Linked DNA regions of Muntiacus reevesi: region 1 is linked to region 2. A link is a contact called in public Hi-C data. All regions are on one chromosome and are shown on one strand. Each heading gives the region's core, a stretch centred on a gene start, on an enhancer-like site or on the middle of the called end of the contact. The rest is flanking DNA. Distances are from core to core; before and after follow the strand shown. Region 1 holds the start of ALG14 (ALG14 UDP-N-acetylglucosaminyltransferase subunit). Region 2 holds the start of RWDD3 (RWD domain containing 3).

The links. Hi-C and Micro-C count contacts between places; a contact is called where the count stands out from the background.
Region 1: a Hi-C map of muscle shows a contact between it and region 2, with 6 times the contacts expected there. The contact joins the promoter of ALG14 here to the promoter of RWDD3 in region 2. A contact is called at or near these places in 2 of 3 Hi-C or Micro-C datasets (blood and muscle).

The regions. Positions count from the first base shown.
Region 1 is chr1:109,410,072-109,417,384 of mMunRee1.1, reverse strand. It overlaps ALG14 (ALG14 UDP-N-acetylglucosaminyltransferase subunit), which reads right to left and starts at 4,046. Exons shown (of 4, transcript XM_065927768.1): 1 at 3,833-4,046. The coding sequence starts at 3,971. It overlaps TLCD4 (TLC domain containing 4), which reads left to right and starts at 6,257. Exons shown (of 7, transcript XM_065908299.1): 1 at 6,257-6,591.
Region 2 is chr1:109,264,114-109,271,713 of mMunRee1.1, reverse strand. It overlaps RWDD3 (RWD domain containing 3), which reads left to right and starts at 5,762. Exons shown (of 4, transcript XM_065927759.1): 1 at 5,762-5,872. The coding sequence starts at 5,788.

The sequences.
Region 1 (7,313 bases), core at 2,797-5,296, 150 kb before region 2:
CTAAGGAAGGCTTTTGTTCAACACCTCCCAACAGAGGTCTCAGCGCTCTGCAGGTCCTCAAATATTCACCAGACTTCACCCAACCCCTGTGTATTCAATTTCTGAAATTGTACAATCTCCAAATTTTTAACACTTTAATTTTAAAACCATGAATTTAAAAATCAACCGTGTTCATTAAGGTTTCTTTCAGGGGAAAAAAAATCAAAAGAACATTTATTTATCTCATTAACTATATGCCAATTAAGCAAGGAAATTGAACTTCTTAAGAATGAGCCTTATCATATCTATTTAATTGCACAATCCCTTGGCCTCAGCCAGGTTGATGTCTTTAACACTCTCTGTGTTCATCTTATCTGTTACCTCTTCTTTGCTTCTGGTCATGCTACAAAGCTCCCCTTGCCTCACCTCCCTGTTGTAAGAAAGTTTTCAATAGAGATACAAACAAACAAATAGGATAATCAAACAAATTAAGTTTGTGTTTTCTCGAAGCACATATATTTTCTTATAGTAGAAAGGGAAAGATTACTCTCTAGATCCCAGAAGGAATTAGATATAGAAATAAAGTCAGCACAGAGTAAATATAATGGGAATTAGAATCATATTGTAATTTAATAACTTGTCACCCATTTTCTTCTGTGAAAGTGAATGAAAGTGTTAGCTGCTCAGTCATGTTTGACTCTTTGTGACGCCATGGACTGTAGCCCACCAGGCGCCTCTGTCCATAACTTGTCACCCATCTTCTTATGCAAGTAATTCACATATCTCATACTCATCTTAGAATTTTTAACTTTGAAAAAGTTTGGTAGTTTGCAAAGGAGTTACTTATTTTCACAGCTGGAAAAATTAAGGATAAAACCTAATATACACAACATCTTCTGCTGCAGTTAGGACTTCATTTTACCTGCTTTCATGGTCTTTTTTCCTTTTTTTTTTTTTCTTTAAAGGAAACTCTCCCTGAATACATTCTTTGAAAATTTAACCTTGTTACTGAATCAAGTCATTAAAATGATGGGCTTTGTTTTCCATTTTACTCTTTCATTAAGATTTATTCTTTGGGAATGAAATCCTCTCAGTTCTATCTTAAGATCGCAGTTCTATCTTAAGATACCCAGAATGCAATCACTTCTAACTTCCTTTGCAAGCATCCTGCTCCAAACCACACCTCTTTTGCATGGATTATGACTACAGCTCCCTGGTCTATTCCCCTCACTGCCTTTGTCTATTTAAGTATCCACTATAGTCTATTCTCAACACAGCCTCTAGAGTGATCCTATTAAAAAGAGTTGATCAAGTTATTTATCTCTATTCAAAATCCGCCAAGGGCTCCCCTTCTCATGTGGAATAAAAGACTTTGTGTAAGCTCTTGGGCCTCATCTGCTTCTTCCCCACCTTAGGCAGTCTACCCCAGTCACTCTGGTGTCCTTGCTGTTGGGTATCTGTCATCTCCCCAAGGAGGCTTTCCCTGACAATTCTATCTAAAATGCAAATTCCTTTCTCTACATCATAGTATTTATTGCCTGTAACTAACTATATAGTTTATTCATTTTTTTCTGTTTTGGTCTCCCCCACCCTTGCCCCAAAAGAAGGTAAACAAGGGGTTTTGTTACTGCTCTACTTTCAATGACAGACAATTTAATATTACATCTAAAATTGTCTAAGCAGGTCACATGTCTTTGAAACATATGGTATTTCAAACACAAATAGTAATTTTGATCTGTATTCTTTAAACAAGTGATGCATTATGGTAAGATTAAGCATTTTTTGGTATTCAGGGTAAACAAGGAAAATGCCTTCCCCACCCTAAATTTTGGACATGAACTATTAAATTACTTATCTAACTACAAATCTTTCTTTGGTTTGGATGACTTTTGGAGGTCCTTGACTCTTCACACCCTCAAAGGTTTGAATGACAGAGGGCACCACCTGCCAGACAAATTCTCAATTTTAGTTCTGGTTCCCAGTCTGCCAAATCTAATGATGTTAAGTGAACGGCTCGAACATCCATTCTTCCATCCATCTGCTCAAGCCAGAAACTCAGACATCACTCTTGAGCCTACCTTCCCATCACCCTCCACTTCTAATCCACAAGTCCAGTGATTTTTATCTCCTAAATCTCACTTAAATGCATATACTTTTCTCCATCCCCTCACTCATCAACCCTAGTCAGGCTGTCATCTGTCACCTGAAACATTCAAAAGGCTCCTATTTGTCTCCCTACCTCAGTCTTTGTCAAGACATTCTCTTGACAATGCAGGCTGAATAATCTTTGTGAAAGCTCAGTTTCAACTGGGTCACTCTCCATTTAAAAATCCTTTAAAAGATCCCTTTGCTACTAGGACTATCAAAAGTCATCACTTATTAAATGTATTACTATGTGCCAAGCACTTTGCTAAGCACTTTACCACCACATTTACTCTCTCACCTCTTCCTAACTCACATTTTTCAAAGTGGAAATAGAAGGCTCAATGAGGTTAACTAATTTGCCCAAGATCACCAAATTAGTAAGTGGCAGAGATATGATTTAACTCTGGTATTAAGTTAATTTAGAGGTAAGTGATCCTAATGATTATATTGTAGGAAGCAGTGGAGTAGTGTCCTTTGCTCTATTTGTCTGTGTTTGGGGGGTGTTCAAATACCCTCTCCGATCATTACCTCCCCACATCCAACTCACTGCAGGAGTGCTCTCTCACATCTGGCCATCCCAAGTGCCATGGCTTTCTTTACACACCTTTCCAGACCTCAAAGACCCAGCTCTCCCTTATCTGGCTAATTCTTAGTCTTTCAAGTATTCGTTTAGACATCACTTCTTCCAGGAAGCCTCCTGCCTCAGGTTCAGATAAAGTGATGCCCAGTGTGAACTCACAAAGCAGTTTCTACTCCCAGGTTACAGCACTTCTCTCACTGTGGCAAGGATGCATTCTGGTTTTTTGTTTTCTGTTAGTTTTTCTATTCTCCATTTCATTCACAGCTGTTCCCTCACACCTTTCAGCGCTTGGGACACAGTCAGCACTGCAGGGCAAGCAGCGTTAATCAGTTTTGGTATTTTCAGGGCTTAGTTTACTGCCTGCCCTCTCTCCCATGGCTCAAAACACATTAAGTGAATAAAGTAATGAATTACACGTGAACATAGGTTTAGAATACTTGCTAATACTATAAATAATAATCTTTCTGGATGCAATCTTCTGGCATTTCTGTATGTACATAGTGTGGGTATGTATGGCTGCCAGAGCTGTCCATTTAAACTTGTAAGCGCCTACAGAGCTGGCCGATTCCGTTTAGATTGCATTACCTGACTGTACAGATTGTTGTTCATTCCCTGACACAACATCCTGAGGTGTGTGCTGTTCTCCTGTTAGTAGGTAATAGCTTCTACACTCGCAGATTTTGTATATGTATACTTATAAATGCGACGATTCGGTTTGTCTCGTTTTTCATGCAGTAACTGTGATTCCTAAATTAAATCCCAAATGTCTAGATTAATAATGCAAAACAACAATGTTTATTCAGGGAAATTTCATGTTGCATCAACAGGCTTCTGTGTCATCTTTGGTAACTGATACTTACTTTGTTAGAAAAATATACGCTACAGAAAAGCTTATTACAGACAAGTGTAAATTACGCATTTGTCAATAAACGCGCGGCCTGCGGCACACTGACAACAAACCAGCGTTTTGCCCAGACTGGGCTGACTTGAGCCAATCACGCAGACAAACTACAAATCTCAGCATGCAAAGCTGCAAAAATGCCTATTGGCGCCGCGAAGAGCGCCGCGGTGGACGCTGGGTTTTGTAGTTCCCGACCCTAGCCCGCCAGCCACGGCCCGTATACTCACCAGATCCAGCCACTACCAAGAGGCTGAGAGACCGCCGAGGCACAGGAGCGCGAGGACTCAGGACTACCCACAGCCGCACTGCCAGCAGCAGCAAGGCCAGGGCTCCTGCAGCCGCCGCGAGGATAAGCGCACCACCCATTCAAAGAAAATACGCATGCGTGCTATCCCGGTGCCGGCCGCAGGAGCAGTCAGAGTTCAAAACTACGGGATCTCCCGAGACTCAAACTCGAAGAGTGGGCGTCTTGGAGGGCGTGGCTTGCTTGAGGTGGGAGGAGTTCAAGGCCAGAGGCGGAAGCCCGGCCTCAGACCGCTCTGCTGGCGTCTGGGGGTGGGGGGCGGCAGTGCAAAAACTGAAATTCACGGATTAACGCGCTGGAGAAGTTTGGTTGCAGCTCATGAGAATGTCAGGCCACCTGTGCGTCCTAAAAATCCCGGAGTGCCCAAGTTAGCAGGTGTTCCAGCTTTACCAACTTTGTGACTTCCACCTGAGGCCAATGGCATACATCGCCGTTTTTCTTTATGAAACGCCGAGAGAAATGTTTCTGTTGCACATGCGCAGCTACTGAAAGTGTTTGCCAGTTAAAGGTACCTTTGTACAGAAAGTTGAATATAGGGTCTTCGTTTTTCTCCTCTTTCCCAACATTCAGGCTTTTCACTTTTCTAGACATTTTCACAGATCTCAGTGTGACCAGAGTAGCTGAGGGTGATCACCTCAGGTTACGTCGTGATCCTGAGAGGAGTGGACGCCCAGGGGCTCAAGGTGGCGGGCTAGAGATAGCATCATCCTATTCAGTTAGTTTTACCATAAAGGCAACACCTCCCCTATCTCAATTTTGCTTACTTTTGTGTTTACTTAATTCACATTACAGCAATATAAAAATACTGAGATTAGAGAAGCCCCTTCACCTCACGTGTGATTTGCCTTCAGTCCCCCGTGGACTTGTAGGTTAGATAGGACAAGTGTACAGAGGAGTAAAGAAGTCCAGAAAGGCTAAACAGCTTGCCCAAGTGAGATAGTGGCAGATCTAGATTTAGACAGTGGAAACTCCAACTCCTGTTTACATTGTGTATTCCTTTGCTAGGTCTTCTCTGATGGATCAGATGGTAAAGAATCTGCCTGCAATGCAGGAGAACTGGGTTCCATCCCTGGATCCTGGATCAGGAAGATCCTCTGGAGAAGGAAATGGCAACCCACTCCAGTATTCTTGCCTGGAGAACTCCATGGACAGAGACCCCTGGTGGGCTAAAGTCCACGGGATCACAAAGAGTAGGACACGACTGAGCAACACTTTCACACATTCCTTTGCTTAATTCAAATTTGCTTAGATCATAGAACAGTGTTTTTTAAAATGTGACCTCTAGGGTACAGTAGGGAGCTACTGAGACAGAATCTCCAGGGGAGAGACCTGAGATCAACTCATCTAACCAATCCATCTATTTGTATAAGCAGGCATGTTTGGGAAATATTTAGGGACTGTGTAGCATCATTTTCTGACTAATGGACCTTGCAGCACGTCCTGTATTCTATCAAATCCTCTGAACCCTGTATCCTCATAATAAGGTCATAAGGTGAATATTATTTTTGCACTTTACAGATAAAGAAAAGGATTCTATAAAAATTAAATTGCTTAAGATTACTTCACTGGTAGTGGTGGAGAAGTTTTATAATTGTGGATTTAGAACTCAGGGCCTCTCAAATTTTGATAGTATCAGAATCCCCTGGGCTTAGGAGTACATAGATGAAAGTCCAGAGGTAGAGCCTCTGGCTCAGTATGAACAACAGCTTAAGAACATTACAAAGGATATAGTTTTCTTTCATCTGCCCACTCAGCCATTCCCAGCAATGGCTTCAACTTAAGGCTGTTTCCCTTCCTACTTAAAAGCAGATATTAGTGGTCTCAGAAATTACATCCAGATAGGGTGGTCTCCAGATTTCAAGAGGTTATCTTGTCATTGCCCCCCCCCTCCTTTTTTTTTTAAGAGTGAGGAAACCTTTTCCAGAACCTCTCACAGAAGACTTTCACTCTCTGGCCATGTTTATATCACCTACCCATTCAAAGGAATGAGACCACAAAGCTGGCTGGGTAGGATGGAGGATGCCATACAACTCACCTGTTGTATCTGGCTGTTTGATGTTGGGTGGGTACTGAACAAAATGGTCATCCTGTTGGAGAGGAGGAAGTTGGAGGAGGGTGGAGGAGAGAGAATTGTTGGGTAGGCAAATAATAGTGTTTGGCTTGCTGCGGAGATAGTATGTCTGAGGTGGTGTTGTAAACTGACACAGGCAATGCAGATGTTGGACATATTGATAATGTCTAGAATCCAAGCCCCAAGAGATACCCCTGCATTCCCTACTACCCATCCCCTCACTACTGGAATTACCTGTACCTGTATGAAAAATCAGCTTGCCCACACTTAGTTGCAGAAGGAATGAATAGGGGGTGCTCAAACGTTTTAGTGACTACTAGTAAATGCCGAGAATCAAAGAAGGTGGAGTAGCAGACATTGTTGGGAGTTATTGGTTGAGTTATTTTGAATTAAGGCTGACAAGGAAGTTGAGGACGCAGGGAGGAGCTGAGTGGCTGGCAGGGACAGAAACCAAGTTGGGAACTCCTGAACACTTGAATGTCTGCTCTGTGAGCTGAGTCCTGTGGGCTTGACAGGCATGGAATATAATTAAGAGGTCAAGAAACTATACTGGATTAATCAGAAAAGGCTGGACTGATCAGGAAGGAGCAACGAAAACTTCTTTTGGGGAGGTAAGCTACACTGATGATGCAGATAAATGCACAGAGGTAAAGTGTATGAAAGTGTGAAAGTTCTTAATAATTGATAAACTGAATAGTAATATTTAGCTGTAATCAATCCCAAGTAAAGTCTGGAAGTGATTTTTATTGTCTTCTTACATCTGTTTTCTAAAATTTCTTTAACAAGTATTATTCATGAATATTTTTAAAAATAAGATTATTTTGCACTATTGAATAGCATTATACTTATTAATTTTTTTCAACATATTTAATGTACACATGCTGTGTGCTATGTTTCGGTGCAGGGGATTGTATATGAAAAAGACACTAATCCAGACAGAAACCTTAGACTAGGAAGATGACAGTGGGAGGCAGAAGAAGGTAGATTTGGCATATATTTTATAGATAGAGTCAGTAAGACTCATTGATGGATTAACTATTGGGAATCAAGGTGACTCCTAGATGTTTGACTTGAAAACTGATTGGGTGCTGTCATGCCAAGACTAGACAGACAGGGAGAGAAACAAGCTTTTGTGGGTAAAGAAAGGGGAGGTGGGGATGAAAAATGGTGTTCTGTCTTGGATGTTAGTTTGAATAGCCTGTTAAACATCCTAGTGTTGTGTCAGGCACTTTATGTATAAATCTGAAGTCTGGGTCAGAGCCAGAGGTGTAAATTTCGAATTCAACATATAGATGGTGTTTAAAGCCTTGGGACTAGCTGGGTGAGATCACCT
Region 2 (7,600 bases), core at 4,513-7,012:
TCTGGTTGGGTACATGGCCTCCCAGAAATGACATTTCCTGGTCCCCCCTTTTAGCTGGGAGCAGTCATGGGACTAAATCCCAGCCAGTGGCCTGAGCCCCACTCTCCTGACTATGTGCGGACTTGGTGGTTGGGGCTCTGGTGGCCACCCTGGACCACAGAACGACCGATGGGATCCCAGCCACAGAACAGAAGGAGTTTGGAGGCTTACACTGAGGAGCCCACTGCTCTGCCTGTCTCCCTCTCCACTGCTCTGCCTGTCTCCCTCTGCCTGGATGTCTAAGAGTAAACCTCCTGCATCTCGTGACGGACACTGAAATGTTAGGTTCTGTGCTTTTCTCACCGGAACAAATCGTACGTCATGCATTTGTTGAGACTATCACTAGAGAACCTGTTCTTTTCTTTCTTAATGGCCTTCACCAACTCAGGTCTTCCTACTTGGCCCTGTTTTTTTTTTTTTCTTCTTTTCTCTCCCCTCCTGTTTTCCCTTTTCTTTCTTTCTTATTATACAAATTCCAAGTATCTTGATAGATTATCTACCAATAATATAAAAATGAACTTTTATTATAAAGAATATAAAATACATGAAAATAGAACAGTGCCAAATCCTTCTGTACCCACAACTCCATTTCATCAATTATTAACCTATGGTCATGTCAGCCCCATCCATACCCCAGCTTCTTCCCCCTTCCTACATTATTTTGAAGCAAACCTAGACCTCATATTATTAATAAATAAAGTTTCAGGACTCTCTATGCATAAAAAGCTGGTAAATAAATCTTCTAGAAATAAAGCCAAACTTCTAACCAGTGACTTCCTTCACTTCATGAAAATCATCCTTTCACATAGCGTTCTGAGGTGTTGACCTTCCTAGGGCTCCTCTTTGCCCCTCTCTCTTCCTTTTTTTCCTCCCTTTCACCTCTCTCTGTGCCTAATACATTTTCTGCCTGTGGAGCCCCCACATTTTTTCTTATAAGGAAATTCAGATGTAAGTTTCCCAGTCACAGTTTTGATTCTTTGATATACTCTTTCTTTCAACTTACAACCACCATCTATTTTGCAAGATGGCAGCATTGACTCATTTATAATTCCTTTACAAGTTTGGAGAAAAGGAGTTTTAAAAAATTCACATATTCTCAAACACCGCCCCCCCCAATCCAGATAATAAAAACTGATTAGACTAGTAACACACACTGACAAAATATATAATGAATAAAAAAATCCACTTACAGTAGTAACCAAAATTAACTCTTGGGTGTTAGATAAAGTCTAAAACACTAATGAAACTGAAGACTTCTTTTTAAAACATTGATAAGGCATTGAACTTTTATGTCAATGGACCTGGACCTGGGTCATGGGGATGTTTTCTTACAAGGCAAGCTGAAACTTTTGATATTGCTCCTGTGTGAGAATCAAGCAATTTCTCACAGGCAGAATGTAACCAATTTTTTGGAGGCAGGACAGATTATTTGGACAAGGTGGAGGCAGATCTTTTCACAGAAGGGTATGATTACAGTGTCAATATCAAATTCTTATACATTCTATTTGCTTTTGTTTTCTGGGTGAAAAATAAGTTTGTGACTCATACATGGTAACAGAACAAAAAGAACTATGGCCAATCAACACCACTGACTTGATGTACTTTTGGAAACCTACTATGTTCCTGAGCATTACAGACATATCTGTCCTCTGGGAAATTGTTGGAGGTACGTGCTCCACAGCAGGCCTTCACGGTCACCAAACCATGACAGCAAACCTCTCATGAAGCAGGGAATGTGGCAATTCTTGCTACCTCAGCATGATATGATGAAAGAACGTGTAATTGTTGTACGCAGGGTTTACCTGTCTAGACTCAAAACTGAAGAAAGCAAAGGCTTGCTGCTTTCATCTCTGTGTTTGAATACTCAGCTTGTCGAGTCAGACCAATGGTGCCCAAGAACCATGAAGTAACTTATGAGTACTTATGAAATAAGTAAACACAGAAAGCCTTTAGGCAAAACCAGTAGCACAACTTGCTGGAGTTGAGGTTCACTTAGCAAGTTGGCATTTAATGCCTCTTTTGTTCTTTACTTTTAGTGGTTCTTGAAAGCATTTTTACTTGCCTCATAGTCTTAATATGATCATTTTCCTTATCACACTCCCCTTCACTTCAGATTTAGGAGTCTCAGCTTTTTTGACATGATACTAATACTTAACCTCTCTTAATATACTTAAAGTTATGTATTCTCATTTCTATGCTCATTTCTATAAGATTTTGATCTTGGAGGGAGAGCAATCAGTGGTTCTGAAGAGAAATCTTAGCTCCCTGTCCAGGGATTGAACCTGGGTAGCCTGGATGAAAACCAGGAATCCTAGCTACTAGACCACCATGGGCCAGAGGCTAGAAGCACAGTGGTTCTGGCTCTTTCCCCCATTTGAAAGCAAGAATGTTTCAAGGAGGCAAAAACTGTAAAAACAGGTATAAATTTTATTATCAGAGACACAGCACAACATATGGGACAGCACACAGAGAAAAGGTTTAAGATGGAAGCAGGGCAGAAAGACACAGACAGACAGAAACGGTATGGGTGGCCTCCCTAATGAGGAGGAGCACAGTAAGTTAGAAGCAAGACAGAAATACCCACCTGGAGATGAATGCAGGCAGGTGTACTGAATGAGGAGGAGAGCAGTAAAGAAGTGACTTAAATCATTTAAGTAGGACAGTCCTTCCAGGTTTTTGTTTACCTTTGGCCAATTATCTTGTTTCTTTCTTCACACCTGAGGTCCTAGGACCCTCCCCGGTATGCATGTGCAACTTTTTGTTAAGATGAATTCCCCACCATAGAGGCCTGTGGGTGCATGTTCACACTTAATATGTGGTTGGACTCCCTCCCTTTTTGACCCCCCAGAAGCCTTCCTGCACATGTGCACACAGGGAAGTCTTCCTTGACCTTAGGAGTAGGTAGGTACCTTATCTCTTACTTCATAGCTTTTGCCACTAGCGTTGTCCCCCGAGAATCTGGATGAGAACAAAGCCTTCAATTTTACTCCAGTTGACAAACACCAGCTGTCCAGCCCAGGGGCCCATCTGTCTCCTACCTTAATTTGACTTAAAATTACAGACACAGAGTTGAATATTCCAGTCCACATACTACACATGATAAAGTGAATAGAAAGGTTTTCCCAGAAAAGTTAAAGAACTCTTTCCCTTGGGCTAGTGGTTTTAACTGGAGGTGAGAGATTTACAGCTTCTCCTTTGGTCTTGGGAAAGCAACTATTTAGGAAAGTCGCATATATAAACAATATTGTTCTAGGAAAACAAACATTCTTGGGGGCAGAGAAGTAGAGAAGGAGAGAAAGAGATCATGCTCTAACTAGACATTTATCCACATGTCTAGATATCATTGCACATTTAAATATTTAGAATTTTCAGTAGCATATGAATCCAAGAAAATTTACTGCATTAAGGTAGGCTTCAGATATTTGACATGTAGCTGGTATTTTCGTAGTGTGAGAAATATCAAGCTGACATTATGCTTTCTCTGTGATGATTACTTCCAAATGTCAGAGAGTAGAAACTTATTCATAGGACTTCAGGGCCTGAGGATACCGTCAATTTAAAAGACATGCACATCGACTTCTGTTTTATTTAAACATGCTAAATGGAGTATGAGAAGCAGGTTAAGAAATCAAGGAAGAAAGGAAAAGCAAAGAAGAAACCTATTGACAAGAAAATTTTACATAGATTGATGCACTCTTACATCAACTTCATGGACACCTTGTGACAACAGGCTTCAGGGATGCCTCCTAATATTTCTGACAGCTGTAGTCTTGCTGTTAATATTATTTGACTCATATTAAAAATAAGATATGAACTACTTGATTTTTGGTCGATTATCTTTAATAAGTAAGTTAAATAAATTAATATTTTCCTACCACTTTTAATACTAACATTGGATTTCAAGCTAAAATTAAAGATAATTTAATGATGTTTTAAATTAAAAATTTATTCTTTTGCTCACCAAACTCTTTAGCAGCTACTGAACCTACTGACCTGCTGCTACTTTGGAAATAACTCAAAGGAGTTATTATTAAACAAATTGGTCACATCAGAGATAATTATGCATTTAAATAAACCTTTGTCTTTCCAGTTATGTACACAGCAGTGCTCTTAATTACTTGGGGTCACTAAAACCCCACTGCATCCTCTGAAAGGCATTTCCCCTGCAGTTTATCTTGTTAAACTTCCTTTCTGTTCTCAGAAGTCAGTATCTTTTCCTTTTTAAGACCCCTTCTTAGTTGGAGTGGGAAGGATGTTAATGATGGTAATATGAACTCAGTCTGTTTCCCTGACATCCATGGTCAATGACAGGACTCACTGTGTAGTCATCTAAATTCCCTAATTTATCTCACAAAATGTTATTTCTGATACAAACAAAAATCATGGGACTTCTGTTAACTAGACCAGCTACTTTTTGGGTCTGCAAAATTTTAAACTGCTACTTGACAAACAAAAGGACAAGTCAAACATACTGAAAAAACTATCACACAGAATCATTGTAATCTTGCTCACAAAACCAACGTTGGAACAGAATGGATTGATAATTCTGTTACCCTACTGGTACGTGAACATTCTTAGAACTGAGTGGAGTTCAAGGATGATAATTTCATTATTAAGCTTCAAGAATCACATTGCTTTGTATCAACTGAGGATCACAAAATGAGTAATGTTGGAAAGCTAGCATTTGCCATATTTACATACCTGACTGTATCCTCAAAGGCCCAGGAGTTCCACTTGCCAATTTCACCTGTGATTTGTTTGTTTGTTATTGTTTACATGCTAAGTCGTGAGAGTTGAGACCCCATGGACTGTAGTGGCTAGGCATCCTTTGTCCATGAGATTTCCCAGGCAAGAACACTGGGGTGGGTGGCCTTTTCCTTCTCCAGGGGATCTTCCCCACCCAGGGATTGAACCTGGGTCTCCTGCGTTGGCAGGTGGGTTCTTTACCACTGAGCCACCAGGGAACCGTGTGAAGGCAGAGACAAATAGGAACGTTATGACACTGCTCCCAGCACCTGGGCACACAGGTCCCCAGCAAGGGTCCAGGCCACCCCAGTAACATCCTTAGAATGCCAGAGGTGGCAGGTCCAACTCTCCCCTTCTGAACCATCGTTAAGAGAAAGAGAAAGAGGAAGCCGGTCTTGGTCTAGAGTCTGAGCGCCAGTTACCTCTCAGCATCTGGAGGTTGTTACTGCCCCGGAGGTTTTCCGGGTGTCCCATATTGCCTGGGTCTCTAGTACCTCCATGAGGGCGGAGAATCTCCTCTGATCTGTTAACTGCAGTGTTTCTAACACCTAGTTCAATTCTGAGCCAGACAGGGGCTAACTTCTGGTCACTTCCCTGCCTTTCCCCCCACCCCCAACCTCCAAGTTCCCTTCAAGGACAAGTCTGGGAGGTAATGGCTAGTGTACAAAGCCCGGGATAAAGTTAGAGAGTTTCCGGCTTTGCTAGGCGGCTTCCCTCTGTTAGAAAAGCAGCGGGTGAGCTGCAGGGTGGCCTCTGGCAGACACCCTGCCCTGGACCACAGGGCCTTCACCCTCGGAGAAAAGACCCCCAAAGGGCGTGAGCCTTCCCGCTGCAGCTACAGAGCCGGAGCTTGTGGGCGGGGCGTCTCGTGGCATCCAGCCTGCGGAGCGCAGCGGAGACGCGGAGCGCCCCCTGGTGGCCGCCCGGCCGCACTGTTCCGGGACGGCCGGGGCGGCAGCGGCGGCGGAAGGGGCGGTGCTGAGCGTGCGGGGCGGCGCGGGCATGGCGGAGCCGGTGCGGGAGGAGCTCTCGGCCCTGGCAGCGATTTTCTGCGGGCCAGAGGAGTGGGAAGTGCTGAGTCTCTCAGGTGACTACTTCCGCGCCAGAGGGACCCGGGCTCCCCACCCACCCCGACTGGGCTCATCTCCCCGAGCCCACACTTGGGGGCCGGCGTAGTTGAAGGATGGAATGACAGGCGCCGGGACTGGGCGTGTGTGGGAGCAGGCGGGAGAGTGCGGCGACCCTTGAAACGTGAATAGCGTAGCGCCCCTTCCCGCTGCTCTGCAGTCAACCGAGAACATAACGCGCAGGCTCGTGCAGCCCGTCGGCCGGTCCCTGCTTCCCGCGCCCCTTCGTCCACTGGTCCGTCTCACCCGCTACTCTCGCGTCTCACCCCCACTCGCCCGTTCCCACCTCCATTCGCCACCCCCCCGCCCCCAATTCCTTGATTTCCCTCCATGCTCCCGTTCCTCACCCACTCGCCTCTACGCCCCCTCAAACATACTTCCCCCGCCCCCCGCTGCACCCGCTAACTGGCCTGATCACTCCTCAACTCGCTGAGGGCTACCAGCTGCGCCCTCCTGGACAGGCTTTCCCTGGGTGTCCTGAACTTATTCTTCAGATCTCATCTTAAAAAGAGGTCTCTCCCGACACCCCTAGTTTAAAGCCAACTTCCCCATCAGGGCACCCGCTGAAGTTAAACTAAATGGGTATTTATTTGTCTCAAGTTGCAAGAAGGCAGGATCTGGTTTGTAATCACAAAACTGCAGGCACCTAGGTCAGTGCCAGGCACATGGTAGGTATTCATAGTAAATTATTGTTGAATGAATTTTTGAATTCAACCAGCGCTCAGTCAGAACTCTCTCAGCTGGATTGTTTTTCTTCAGCTTTTTCTAGTTCGCTTAAAGGTGGTTATCAATTACAGGCTCTTGGGGCGCATTAATTGTTCCGCTCACATTTGAGTCCCTGAAAACGCAAGGTTTCAGACACTGTCCCCCGGAGCTTACAGTCTAGAACGGTTGTTCTGGCTTTATTTTCATGATAGCGAAAACTTACTCTCTGTACCTGTCTGTAGCTTCTGTTAAGTAAAAAACAAAACTTCAGTTTATGAAAAAAGTGCAGTGATGCAGATGATTTTCAATTTTCACTTAGCTTTCAAATACATTATGTAAATTTTTTGGCAGGAGATTTAAACTTCTGTCATGTTTCAGCTGTTATTAAAATTGTCTTTCTGACCATAAATTGATTGACCTTTAAGAAGGTAGTCTAAAATGTCTGGGTGTTGTGAGAAAGCTGTCAAGGGTTAGGGTCTATTCCTCATGTCCATGTGATGTGTTATTCACCTGCGGAGCAGGGATGGCCTCCTTTTCCTTTTTTTCTCTTGATCACCAGTCTGTACACGTTCATTTAGCACTGACGTGTTCTGGGCACTGTGAACCAATTTATGTGGTGAAGCTGCTTGCTTTTCAATGCCTAGCCTGTCTAGCAGCTTTCTGAAGCAACGTTTAAAATCCTTATGAGAAGATTTACTCACTTTTAGTTTTTTTTTTTTTTTTGGTCATCTATCTTCTGATTGGATAGCATTTGTTATTCTTTATCATCTTACTTGCTATCTTTACTACTCTCTTTATTGATAATTACTTCATTACTTCTACTTGAGGCAGGCCATTTGAGGATATCATTAGTTTTCTTTAATTCCTTTATTATGGCTCAACTGGGAATATCCTGGGAAAATGAACTTATGATTTACCATTACACCTGAAAGAGGATGGATTGATGGTGGTCTCTGTCCTCAGTACATGGTTGAGCATATGAC